Linked DNA regions of Mus musculus: region 2 is linked to region 1. Evidence: chromatin contacts called from public ChIA-PET data. All regions are on one chromosome and are shown on one strand. The core of a region is the stretch at or near the end of the contact, and the rest is flanking DNA. Distances in the headings are between cores, read along the strand shown.

Region 1 (6,207 bases), core at 659-3,158:
CCCTAGAGAATATTAGAGACAGAGGTCCTAGGCCTGGATCACCACTAGCCAGTGCTAGGCTCTCCGGCTCCCCTTTCCTTCACTCTGACTCTGGGCAGGATTCACACTGGCCTGACTCTTGGTCTGTCCTTGGAACACAATGGCAGGCTAATCATCCCACCCTCGGATGTGGAAAGGGGACTCTGAAAAGGACGGAGTGTGGCAAAGTCAGACAGGGCTTGGTAGCAGTGCTAGAACTCCAGATGCCCATACCCCATCTTCATAGACGTCCATAGAAACCTGCCCTGAGCCTTGCCATTACCCGGAACTGACAACCAGGCTGGAAGGCACTGCAACTTGCAGCCCACATCTGAACCCTGAAGTCTCACAGAACACGGGGACTTGGATGAGGAGGAAACTTGGTGGGGAACACCTTTGCCCAGAAACTGACTCTCCTCTGCATGGTGGGGACCAAATAAGGAGGCCTGAACGTCCAAATGAAACCTGGGGCGTCGGGGCCATCACCTCCTCACAGCCAGCAGTAGCCTGCCTGGGACATCTCACTTGTACCCTATTCCAGTGAGCAAACGGTCACTGGGGAGCAGGGTCCCCAGGCCGGGGTCTAAATAAACTTTAGCCAGGTATAAATCCCAAGGATGGGTTCTCTGCACATCCTCCCTTGCCACCCCTTACAGCCACACCCACATCCCTTGCCTCTCCTCCGGAAGGTTATCAGTATCCCTGCTGTGCGGCACAAGCTCTGCCCTCACCTTGCAGCCAGTCTTAGCAAACAGCCACTTAACTACCAAGGCTCATCCAGGCATCCTCTCCTCCCCAGGTCTGCACCTGTCCACGCCTGTCTCTGGGTTCTGCTGAATTTCTTCTACCCTATAATGACGCTGCTAGGAGCCTAGGCTTCCCTTAGCAGGACAGTCACAACTTTCCAAGTACAGGTTATCAGGGTCCCCTGGACCCAACAGTAGTCAAATCCTTACCTGAGCATCCCCAAGTCTAACCCTGAATCCCGAACCCCCAGTCTAGGCATTAGGGAAGCTTTCCCTAAGACACTGAATTTAGAGAAACATAAGTCAGACAACCTGGCTCCTAATCACCCAGCACCCAAATCTACCCACGGAGATCTGTGTCCAAACACCTACCCGCCTCCTCCCCAAAAGCCCCCATCCCCCGCTGCACTGCAAACCTGCTCTAAGCCCATCCACCCATTCCCAGCCTGACCCCATTCAACGAACACACCCCTTCTTTCCTGGCAACTGGGCCAGGTAAGCTCTAGAGAAACCATGCCCCCATTAACTGGTGGGGAATTGAGGTGCGGAGGACGGAAGTAGCTTGCCCAAGGTTACCAACACCTCAGGTCCAGGGCTAAAGTCCTAAAGCTTTGCGAGGCTGTACCAAAGCCTCAGGTCCACGGCTAAAGTCCTAAAGCTTTGCGAGGCTGTAAGAATGTCCGGGGTAGACTAGGTAGAAGTCTTCATTTCTCAAGTGGGAAAGCCAAGCTGCCTGACGCTACTGGCTCCGGAGCCTGCAAGCCCTAAAGCAGAAGAGCTGACGGCTGAAAGCTGGTGTCCACCAGCTCACTTTCTCTGTCCCTACGAGTCTGGCTAGATGACTTCACCTCCAGAGGCGACCCCACTTCACTTCATCCCCAGGCAAGAGCGCGCACCAGATGACCCCGGGAAAATTGAGCGGGTGGGGGTGGGGGGCTCACCATTCCCTTCTGAGGAATGGGGGCAGTGCAAGCCACAACTGGCGATTGGGAGGTCCCAGCAACCTCACTGACCTGTTTTGAGCGAAGAGAACTCCACGAGGTGGGACTCGGGGTCCCGGTACCGTCTGTCACACGCGGCCGCAGCCAACTCGCGGCAGCGGTCCGGGCGCGCCCACCTCGCTCGGCGCTTCCGCCCGCCCCACGTGACACCGGGGGACGTGAGGGCGGGGAACGGGCAGGGAGCCGGCCGGTCCCGCCCCCAGCCTAGTCCGGATCTTCAATACCCTAGGCAGACCGGACCGCCGGGTTTGTGTCTCTCCTTTATCCTTAGCTTGCTAAGGCTTTGAGGCTCATGTCTAGTCTATCCTGTCCCTGCTGAGACTCCACGGATCCTTGAGTCTCCATGCCTCGACACCCCTGTTCTGGTGAGTCTATCCTCTGGGAGAGGACACACACACAACCATTGGAGGCGGGACAACCACCTTCCCTGGGAGTCCTGTGCACCATTCTTAGTACTCTGCTTCTGTCCCCAGGACTGCATCTCCCTGCAGAAGGCGCTGGGAAAGGCCCACCAGAGTCTGGCAGCTTCTCACCTCCTCCCCAGAGAGATGAAATCCCTAGACTTGGCAGGTATTTCTGGATCCTGAGGCTAGCCTCTGGGACCAGCCAAACCAGGGGCCTTAATTTAGCTGGGCTTCCATTTTTCCATAGGAACAGTGGGCATATTTGGAAGAACAGTCATCAGCAGGGTGGGTCAAGGGGCTTTTGCCCTGAAAGGAGGAAGATGCCCTTTAATCAGAGCCTATTACATGCCTGGTCCAGTGGTGAACAATTTGTTCTGATTAATTAAAAAAAAAAAAAAACTCACACTTGCATAAGGGTAAAAATTATCACCCTAGGTTATAGGTTAGGAAATGAGAGTCTGACATTCTCAGGGTGTTCTCAAAGCCATTATGGGCAGACCTAGGGCTGGATGTTCCAGGTGACAGGGTCCTGTCCAGGCCTCTCCACAGAAACTGTTCTCTGGGAAACACTTGACTGTTAGCCCAGTAAGGTTTTCCACTGGCAGGGCTTTCCAGGAGAGGTGAATAGGGTCAGATCTTGAGTTCTTTCCAGACCCCAAGTTCTTGTGGTGCCAAAAATACCAGAGAAAAGCAGGGCCTAAGACTAACTCTGGGACTCGGCATCCCTTGGACAGCAGAGGCAGCCCAGGCTTCCCTCTAGATCTCAGAGCAGCTAGGCATAAGTGAGGGTTGACACTTGGTCAGGGGACCTCACGATTCCTGTGACCAGCCTAAGGTCTTTAACACTAAGTGCAGTGGAAGTGTCTTCACCAGTACCCACCCCTCCCCCTCCTCCAGTACCCACCCCTCCCCCTCCTCCAGTACCCACACCTCTCCCTCCTCCAGTACACACCCCTCCCCCTCCTCCAGTACCCACCCCCTCCCTCCTCCAGTACCCACACCTCCCCCTCCTCCAGTACCCACACCTCTCCCTCTTCCAGTCCATACCCCCCTCCCTCCTCCAGTACCCACCTCTCTCTCTCCTCCAGTTCACACTGCCTCAACTCAGTTCTGAGGCCTTCAGCCCTAGTCTTTGACCTGTGAGTCCCTCCCCTTCTTTCTGTGATGACAGGAGCCAGTCAGAGTATGCCAGATCAACTGTTTAAAGCTAGCTTGGACCAGAAGTCCATCACACAGTAGAAGCCTGACCTCAGGTTAGACCAGCTCCTCTTAAGAGCCCTGAAAAAATGAGCAAACCACCTTTGTGACCAGAAAAATGAATGTGCAAATGAACGAAAAGAAAGGAACCACAGGAAAGGAGGGGGCAACAAGCTCCACCCTACGTTACAAGACGCCTATAGGGACAGCAGTCCTGTGAACAATAAGAGTATTAAGGAAAATAACTGTAGAACAGAGCAGCGTGGGGCTGAGCAGATGAGAAGCAGGCACAAAGAGCTGGCTGGGGCTGTGTGGTTCATTTATTGGGGCCATGTCCAGCCATGCCGCAGCCACCTGGGCAGGAGCCCAGTGCCCCCCCAGAAGGCAGGTGGGGGAAGGGAGGAAGTGCAGAAGGCTCAGTGCCCCAGGGTTCCACCCCAGTCTGGTCTTGGTCCTTGCAGAGAGCCGGTCACTCAGGTGAGCGAGGTGTCATCGTCGCTGCCCTCTCCTCCCGCACCGCCTGCCCGCTCCTCGCGGCTCTCTGTCACTGCACTCTCATCGATGTTCTCCAGTGAGTCTGCATGTTGCACCGACAACTCTGACAGCGCCAGGCTGGGCAATGGGCTCTGCTCCGGGTGCAGCCATGGCTTGAAATGAGGCTGGTGTTTCTGCTTCCACTCGGGGTACTTGATGCAGGCCTTGTACATCTTCTTCATGGCCTGTAGACCATTCGAACATTGTTAGGGGTGCCTGGAGGGCCACACCCCTCCAGAGCCCTCCTGCGGTGTACAGTAGTCCCCAGTGTCCCAACTACGGCCATGGGTAGACCTGGTTCATCAGCCATCACCCAGTGTTGACTCTGCCCCTGCCCTACTCCTCAGTGCTACCCCCTCCCCCATGTCCCAGAGCACACAGCCACTTACCTTGGGGGCCAGGAACTGAGATGACTTATTCACCACCCACTTGGGTAAGGAGCCTGTGGGGGCAGGGAGAAGCCCTTAGGCACCCAGCCCCACCCACTGCCAGCCCCCCTCCCTCTTCAGAGTTTGTGGGGAGGCCACCCCCTTGGCATTCCTTCTCAGATCCCCCAAGCTCATCTCTGGCCCCACTGTCTGTCTGCTGAGCTCCAGTTCAGAGAAGAAAACCACACGGCCCTAGGTAACCACAAGTGACCTGTGGTGTGACATTCTGACCTACCAAGCTCCAGCCTGTCACCTCCTTCTCCTCACACTAATAGCCTAGGTCTGTCCCTGAGGCTCAGCCTCTCTCCTGTCTGTCCTGCTGAGCCTCCTAAGACATCTTAGGCTCAGCACTCTAGTCTAGCCCGCCCTGGAATCCATAGGCCAGCTCTCCACCTGTCTCCCTCCAAGTTCCTGCTCTGTACACACAGAACACTCATAAAGAGCAGGGAACCCTGACCTAGGCTGCGGGGTATCCCTGTCAATGACAATCCTGTCTTTACGTGTTCAGTCACCAACTCACTCCACATTCTGTGACACCCACCCTGCACCTGTCTGGACACTCACAACAGGAATTCAGTGTGTGACATTTCAACACAGACTGGTGTTCTGCTGGAGGGGGATGGGCCCTGAAACAGGCAGCAGGCTCTCACTCTGGGAGTCAGGGACTCCGGGAGCACTGAGTAAGAAGCAGAGGTTCAGGGAGCTAGCTGAGGATAAAGGCTGGAGGGACATGGAGGTAAGAAGTGGAAGGGCATGAGGGGGCTAGAGATCCCCCTTCCCCGCCCTGGGCAGGGGCTCTGGCTGGACTCAGAGGGCAACAGAGTCACAGTGACATTTTAAGCAGGTGAGTCAGAGGAAGTAAGTGTTGTTTTTATCTCCTCTAGTAGCTTGTTTGGACAAACAAAGTGGCTGAGTACCAGAAGAATGATAGGCTGGGAGCTGTCAGAGGGTGAAAAGGTGAGAACAGGGGCTAAGTATGTTAACACGGGCCTGGAATTCCCAGCATGCGGGAGACAAAGTCAGGATGATGGCGAGTTCAAGACCAGCCTGGGTGAGTCAGAAGAAAGGGAGGGAGGAAGAGAGAGACTAAGTGCTACATTTAGGAGCTGACAAGGAGAAGCTGGCCCCAATTAACTAGCAAGTTCTAAACAAAGGGGACCAGAAAGCAAGCTACTGATCTGATGAAGGGTGGGTCTAAGAAGGGCAATGGTGAGTTCACGGTTGGGTACAACAAGTCTCAGGTGTCCAGAAGACATCCTGAGGAAGATGTCTAGGAGGATAACCACCTCAACAGAGATGAGGGCTCATCTGTCGCAGACGTGAGCTGAAAGAACAGCTTGGAAAGCTCAGGCCTCTGGGATGTGGCCGAAGGAGATGCGGTGGTGAGAGCAGGTCCAGGCTAGGAATGCTAGCACCAGGAAGGCAGTTCCAAACTCCCGAGAGGAGCACTGGCCGCCTCGTGGGTCCATTGCTTTCAAACCACTAGCTTTGGCTAGAGATCCCCCAGTACTAAACAGCTCCTAACAGACGGCCTTCAGATAGCCTGGCAGATCCAGTTCATTCCCTGTACAGGGAAGGAGCCCCTGCTGATGGACTGCAGGGCCAAGCCCTCACCTTTGGGGTCCACTTGGGCCAGGTAGGTGATGACGCAGCTCTTGGGCCCCGTGCTCTGGATGAGGTAGCCCGTCTGGATGGACACAGCTCGGACCAAGTCTTTCCGAGGTGGGTATTTCTGGGGATGGAAGGCACAGGGAGGTGAGACTTGGGTGGAGTCAGAGGGACTGCCTCTATAAGGTACACACACACACACACACACACACACACACACACACACACACACACGAACCCATAGCTGTTCACATTTCTTGACAACTGTGCC
Region 2 (6,440 bases), core at 703-3,202, 620 kb before region 1:
GGGAAAGAGGAGGAGGCAAAGAGTTTTTTAATGACCTAAAAGCCTCAGGAGGACTGAGAAGCCCCCAGAAGTAAGTAGGCCCATAACACCTAGGAACAGGGACGCTCCTGACAAGAAAGTCCAAACACCAACCCTTGAGTATTTACAGTTTTGAGACTGCAGAGTACAGATCTGCAGATGCAATCGCCAACCTTCAAAAGTTCCCTTTTCTGCCCTATAAAACCCCAAGCCCTTTGTATCTCTTCAGCCTCCACTCCCCAGAGAGCCTGCTGCCCTTCATTGTTCTAATTAAAGGACAATCTGCTTCTGTTGAGGTCAGTCTATTTTCACATTGCCGGGCTTAATCAGAGCTAACAGTACTGACACCTAGTCCTTTCCCCCATATTCGTAAGGTCATGATCGGAAAAATGTTAGCAGAAAAGTTGCAATCATGAACTAGACTGCGGCCTACAGGCAGATACTGTGTGAAGTGCCTGCGCAAGCGCACATACACAGCCCTCTGGGGCAGTTCATCAGCACCTATCCCCAACCACTACATTCACACACTCAGATCCCTGGCAGCTGACAAAAATAAAAAATAAAAAAAGACACGTTTTCATTGTCCAACACCGCAAAAACATCTAGGACCACACAAGGAAACAGGGAAGCCCTCTACTGGGCCGTCTCTATAGCTCTAGGACAGGCGCACACATTACTCCCTCCAAACAAAAACACGCTGACATCTATGAGGGGAAAGAAAGGCGCCAACTCCCGGATGTTGGCAAGCTCTGCGCAGGGCCAGCGCCTGTTTCTCAGTGTTTACTTGCTCTCCCTTTCCTCTCCCTCCCCTCTAAGGATGGCGCAGCAAAGGGAGGTGAGGGGGATGAACCACCCCACCCTCTCGTCCATTTTTTTGAAAAAACAAAACAAAACAAAACTAACCCGAGAAAGAGTGAGGGAGAAAAAGTCTTAGTGCTGGGGGCCTTACCGGACTCCTAAAGCCAAACGTATCTACAGGTTTTAATCCGCCATTAGCATTTAAATCTTGAAAGGACAGGGGTAGGGGGGGGCAGTGGAAAGTAACCCCACACACAAAAGAAAAGTTGTTGGGTTTCTTCTCAGTCGGCCAGGCAGAAGCAATCTTCCTGGCTGACAGCCAGAAGTGCGTCACAGCCAGGAGTCTGCTTTCTTTAAAGGCACAGCGAGCTTCCGCGCGGTCTGGGAGCAACAGCGAAGCCAAGAGCTCGGGGGGGGGGGACGGGGGGGGGACGACGCCTACCAGGAGGACCCAGGTGAAGCCTGCCCGTGCCCTAAAAACTGAGCAGGACGTGCGGGGGCGGGGAGAGTGGCTAGGGCGCAAGCCCGCAGGCTCCATTGCTGAAGGGAGAGCACGCGCAGCAAGGGCTGGAGGCTGTGGCGTAAACACACAAAAACGCACCCGCGGTGGCCGGCCTCACCAACCTGAGATGGCCAGGACACTCCCCCTTCGCTGCTTTCCAGCAGGGCTTAAGGCAGTAGCAGTGACGGCCTGTCCACCTCCGAGACCAGCCCTATCGGGCAGGCCCAGAGCCGCCGAACCCACGGCCAGCCCCTGGCGGGAAAGGCGCCCGGCGCAGAGGAAGCCTGGGAGCCGAGCGCAGGGGAGCCGCACGGCGCAGGCCTTGTACAGGGGCAGCTTCCTGCGGCGCGGCGAGGGGGGCGTGTCTGCAGGCGCACGGCCGCCCGCCGGCTCCCCGCCACACAAAGCGCAGGCCTCCTCAGAGCGCCCTGCCTGCCCGCCCGCCTGCCCGCCCTAGGACTTGGCCACCCTAGCCTGTTCTCCGCAGGGAATCTCTTCAGCCCCTACCTTCTGCGTAGCAAGGCCAAGATGCCATGCTGTGTGCCTGCTCCTCCCACTCCTCCACCCAAACGAGCGGCCCAGGCAGTTTCTAGCCGCGGAGCGTAGGCCTCGCTCTTCTGTCCCGATAGCTGCGCTATTGTTGACTGGAATGGCCGCCAAAATCCCAGCTGTGCTGCCAGAACCTAATCCGCTGTTCCTGTGGGCATTTGTGGGGAGGGGCCGAGGGGCCAAGGCACAGTTCTGAGTATGGCAGGCGCTGGCTAGAGCCCTCAACAGGCACAGGGACTCATCATCCTCAGAGTCTGCTGCAACTATATGACTAAAAGAAATGTCACACTCAGACAAGATCTCGACAGCGTTGCCACCCACTGGACACCTCCTGGGATAGTTAAAGGAATTCCCTCACTTTACAACTAGAAACATTTAATGAAGTATGTGTAATGTATTGCTATTAAATATTGTTAATACCCATACAAGAATTATACCCAACGTCTGAGCTAGGGTTACAATTCCACAGATCAGAAGTGACTACAAGTTTTATCCCAAGATGGTACATGTTAACTCATATAAAAGATGTAAGGAAACTAACCAGTTTAGATGAGGGAAGGATTAGAAAACTGAAGTAATATTTTAATCTGGATCTTCAAGCACAAAATCAAATTTTTCCTCTCGGGAAAGGGAGAAGAAAGCAGAAAGGTGTGGTAGCAGTGAGAGACCAGGTGTCAAAGGTGAACTGAGGTCAGAATTGGGAAATCTTGAACTTCAAGGATTCAAATAAAGGATCTGGGATGGTTTTAACAGAGAGCTGTGGTATGAGCCAGATTAACCTGACAAAATGGTTCTCTGGCAGCAAGGTGAGCTAGGAGGCTACCCAATAGATAGGAAGGTGTTGAGGACACGGATGGTAGAGAATAGTTAAAAGAGGAATGAGAAGCATTGAGGAGAAAGAAGCTGACAAAAAGCAGGAGACTCAAAGCCACCATGGTGCTGTGTGCTTACAGTCCTGGCAAGTGGGAGGTTGGAGCAGAAGGCCAGCCTGATCCACTCACTACTAGAGTTCCAGCCCAGCCAAGGCAGAGTAACAGCCTATCTCAAACAAGACAAAACTAGGAGGAGCAACTGTACCGGGAAGAAAGTACATGGCATATGTGAATCACATGTGAGGAGGAGATGGGGGTCTGAAGAAGAAACAGGATATAATAGATAGTAGCTAATGCTTACTAAGAACCTACTAACATGCCTCAAACCATCCTACTGACCTATTGGGCATCATTTCATTAGGCTTCAACACCTCTTTATGAAGCAGGTAAATTACCACTCAACTTTAAGATGACTTTTTTAAAAAGACTTATTATTTATGTGAATACACTGTCACTGTCTTCAGACACACCAGAAGAGGGCACTGGATCCCATTACAGATGTGAGCCACCATGTGGTTGCTAGGAATTTAACTCAGGACCTCGGAAAGAGCAGTCAGGTGCTCTTAATCGCTGAGCCATCTCTCCAGCCCTACCACTCAACTGTAGACATGAGGAAGCTAAGCCACAAAGTGACTATCTTACATACATATCACAAATCACTTGCAGCTAACTACATAACCCTGGCAAGGATTCCTCAGATTCCTAGATGAAAGCATAGCCTCCTCTGCTTTAAGAGTACAAGCATGAACTCAGTAACATTCGCAAGGTGCCCAACACACTGACTTTTAGCACAGAAGGTGCTAGTGGATGCTTCACAAAGGTTGGTCTCTGTCACCAGGGTGTCCCAGCAGAAGGTTTACCAGTGCTAAAGAAGCTAGAGATATTCCTCCTGGAACAGGATGGTACCTTCAGTGTGACCGCCTTTTCCCCACCAGTTCCTCTCTCGGCTTTTACTTTATAGGCACACTTCAAATCTCAATCCCTCCAATATTAAACTGGTAACAGTAGTGGATTACTGGGGACAATCACTTGGGGACTTCCTACACTGTATGTATGTTTTTATGGTTGGATTTATTTTTTTATTATTTATTTACTTATTTTGGTTTTTTTGAGACAGGGTTTCTCTGTATAGCCCTGGCTGTCCTGGAACTCACTATGTAGACCAGGCTGGCCTCGAACTCAGAAATCCGCCTGCCTCTGCCTCCCAAGTGCTGGGATTAAAGGTGTGTGCCACCACACCCAGTGATTGGATTTATTTTTAATAACCATGTACAAAAAGACACAATGGCTCAGGAGATATGCATGATCTGGTCTGAAGACCTAGGATCTACATGGTAGACAAGAACTCACTCCCAACAGCTGTTCTCTGACACACACAAAAACATGATTTTAGTGTTTAAAAATTATGCTAATCATGTACAAAGCTCAAGAAATGGTTTTATATATATTTTTGTGAAAGTCTCTTTCATCTAGAATGACAACTCCTTAAGGACATACCCCAGTTCCCTCTCTATGATCAGCCATAGTCCCTAGCTTACTAAAGCTCATTAAATCTGTTCCACTGAACTACATTTGTATGGCAGCTTTCCAAACACAGTCTCTGGCTACTAAAAGAATGTGTGTGCTGAGTAGAGGGGATGAGGTGTTGGTGAGATCCATACCCAAGACTGCAGACACATTGCTCTCTCAAACCTACAGCCTGTTCTCACCATCCCTCTGTAGTCTGTACTTAGCAACTGCTATTAGCAGAAAGGACGGCTTCTATTCAAAGGACTACCACAAATACAAATGTTCACATTTTATGAAAAGAAATGGCAAAAATAGTTAAAGACTGGCACACCCTAAAATTGTATGGGATGAAAATAAGAGGGTTGCTAAACTGCCCACCAGTCTCTGCAGTTCCACTTGGTACTGTGAGTCCTGAAACTTCACAGTGAAGACAGAGTAGATACTGTATCTCTCCATCTTGCCCCTGCTCTAAACACAAGGTAACACGTTCCAGTTGAACCACTGCTGTAGAAGGCTTGAAATCTCCTCTAGAATTTCCCTGCCAAGTCCTTACACTTCGAGGCCAACTAACTTATGGGCTACCCAGGAAGTGTGGCTAGTTTCTCCACTTCTCTTTCTTCTCAACCAAGAAAGATCACTTGGCTCCTGCCTGGTTCTACAAGGCACTCATTACCCCACCAAAAGGGGCGGGGTGGGGTGGGGATAAAGAAAGGGGTTTTGGAAGAACTCACAATGCAGGAGGAGTGAGTTCTGATAGAAGCTGAAGAGTGGTAGTAAGTTAGAAGCACACAGTTGTTCAAAGGGTCTGGTAATACTCCATCTCCCATTGTAGCCAGTAGGCTGCAGCAATTTGGTATTCATTTTATTATTCTTGTTTAAAATGTCAGTGTTGGGCTGAAGAGATGGCTCAATGGTTAAGAGCACTGACTGATCTTCCAGAGGTCCTGAGTTCAACTCCCAGCAACCACATGGTGGCTCATAACCATCTGTAGTGGAATCCAATGCCCTCTTCTAACGTATCTGAAGATAGACAGCCACGGTGTACTCATATACATAAAATAAATAAATCTTTTTTTAAAATGTCAGTGTTATAAGTTTTAATGTATACTATCCTTTTGTCACAGTTTAAAGAAATGACAGGGAATAGGCTATGATATAACTCAGTGGTGAACACTGCCTCGCATATGTGAGGCTTTTGGTTCCATCCTTAGCAATGAAAAATGAGAGAGTAATTCCCCGGAGGCCCCCCAGAACTGGGGTGATTCTAGTATAAATAATACTATTCCAAGGCCTCTATAACCTGGCTCCAGTTTTACTTCCTACTACACTTATGCCCTTACCCAAACTCTCCACCCTGCCAGGCAATTTTAGATGTATGTAATTTTAGATGGAATGTTTTATGTAGACGAAGGGCTCTAGGGTCAGCTACAAATGAGCCCTAGATCCAGATTGTTGGTTCTAACATTTACTAGCCAGGTGACCTTAGACAAGTTATTTAATCTTTTTAATTCTCAGATCATTTTCTCTAAAATAGAGATAACCATAGTATTTATTTACCTCATTGAGTTAACGTGCAGATTAAAAAACAAAGCATGGCAAGTGTTTAGTATAGTGCCTTAGCACTATTAATTACAGTAACAGCAGCAGCATTTATTATGCCAGGATATCAAGTGGCAGAGTGAAGACCAGAACACACTGCATGTGGCTGTTTTAAAAGCTCAGGAAATCTAGCCAGGCAGTGGTGCTGCATGACTCAGCACTCAGGAAGCAGAGACAGGCGGGTGTGGGTAATTTTGCCTACATATATGTCTGTGTATTGTGTGTGCCTGGTGCCTATAGAGACCAGAAGAGGGTATCAGTTTTCTAGAACTCTGTGAGGTTCAAGGCCACCTTGGCCAACAGAGTAAGTTCCAGGACAGCCAGGGCTACACAGAGAAGCCCAGTTTTTAAAAATTAAAAAAAAAAAAAAAAAAAAAAAAAAAATCCTGAGGTTAAGGAGTTAGGTGACTTGTTTACACAAGCTAGTCTTTTAAGTAGCCTACCATCCCCCCTCTATTGCTTTAAAGACAGTCACTGAATAACTGAATAAATAAGCTGGTACACTATCAACAGCACAGAGGAAACTATACATTTATCTTCTCAGAATCATCTTTTTAAGTCAAAACAACCACATAGCTTAAAAAAAGAACTGA

The links. ChIA-PET counts read pairs in DNA pulled down with a chosen protein or histone mark.
Region 2: an RNA polymerase II ChIA-PET map of memory CD8 T cells shows a contact between it and region 1, with 6 read pairs. The contact joins the promoter of Numa1 here to the promoter of Arap1 in region 1. A contact is called at or near these places in 2 of 115 datasets of contacts at active chromatin or transcription factors (bone marrow-derived macrophages and memory CD8 T cells).

Annotation. Positions count from the first base shown.
Region 1 is chr7:101,343,770-101,349,976 of GRCm38.p6, reverse strand. Arap1 (ArfGAP with RhoGAP domain, ankyrin repeat and PH domain 1) reads right to left here and starts at 1,908. Exons shown (of 34, transcript NM_001040111.1): 1 at 1,778-1,908. It overlaps Gm35219 (a long non-coding RNA gene), which reads left to right. Exons shown (of 5, transcript XR_003946844.1): 3 at 1-2,130; 4 at 2,239-2,335; 5 at 2,417-3,056. Stard10 (START domain containing 10) reads right to left here. Exons shown (of 7, transcript NM_019990.5): 5 at 5,943-6,060; 6 at 4,290-4,342; 7 at 3,351-4,085. The coding sequence ends at 3,840.
Region 2 is chr7:101,965,355-101,971,794 of GRCm38.p6, reverse strand. It overlaps Numa1 (nuclear mitotic apparatus protein 1), which reads right to left and starts at 1,952. Exons shown (of 25, transcript NM_133947.3): 1 at 1,826-1,952.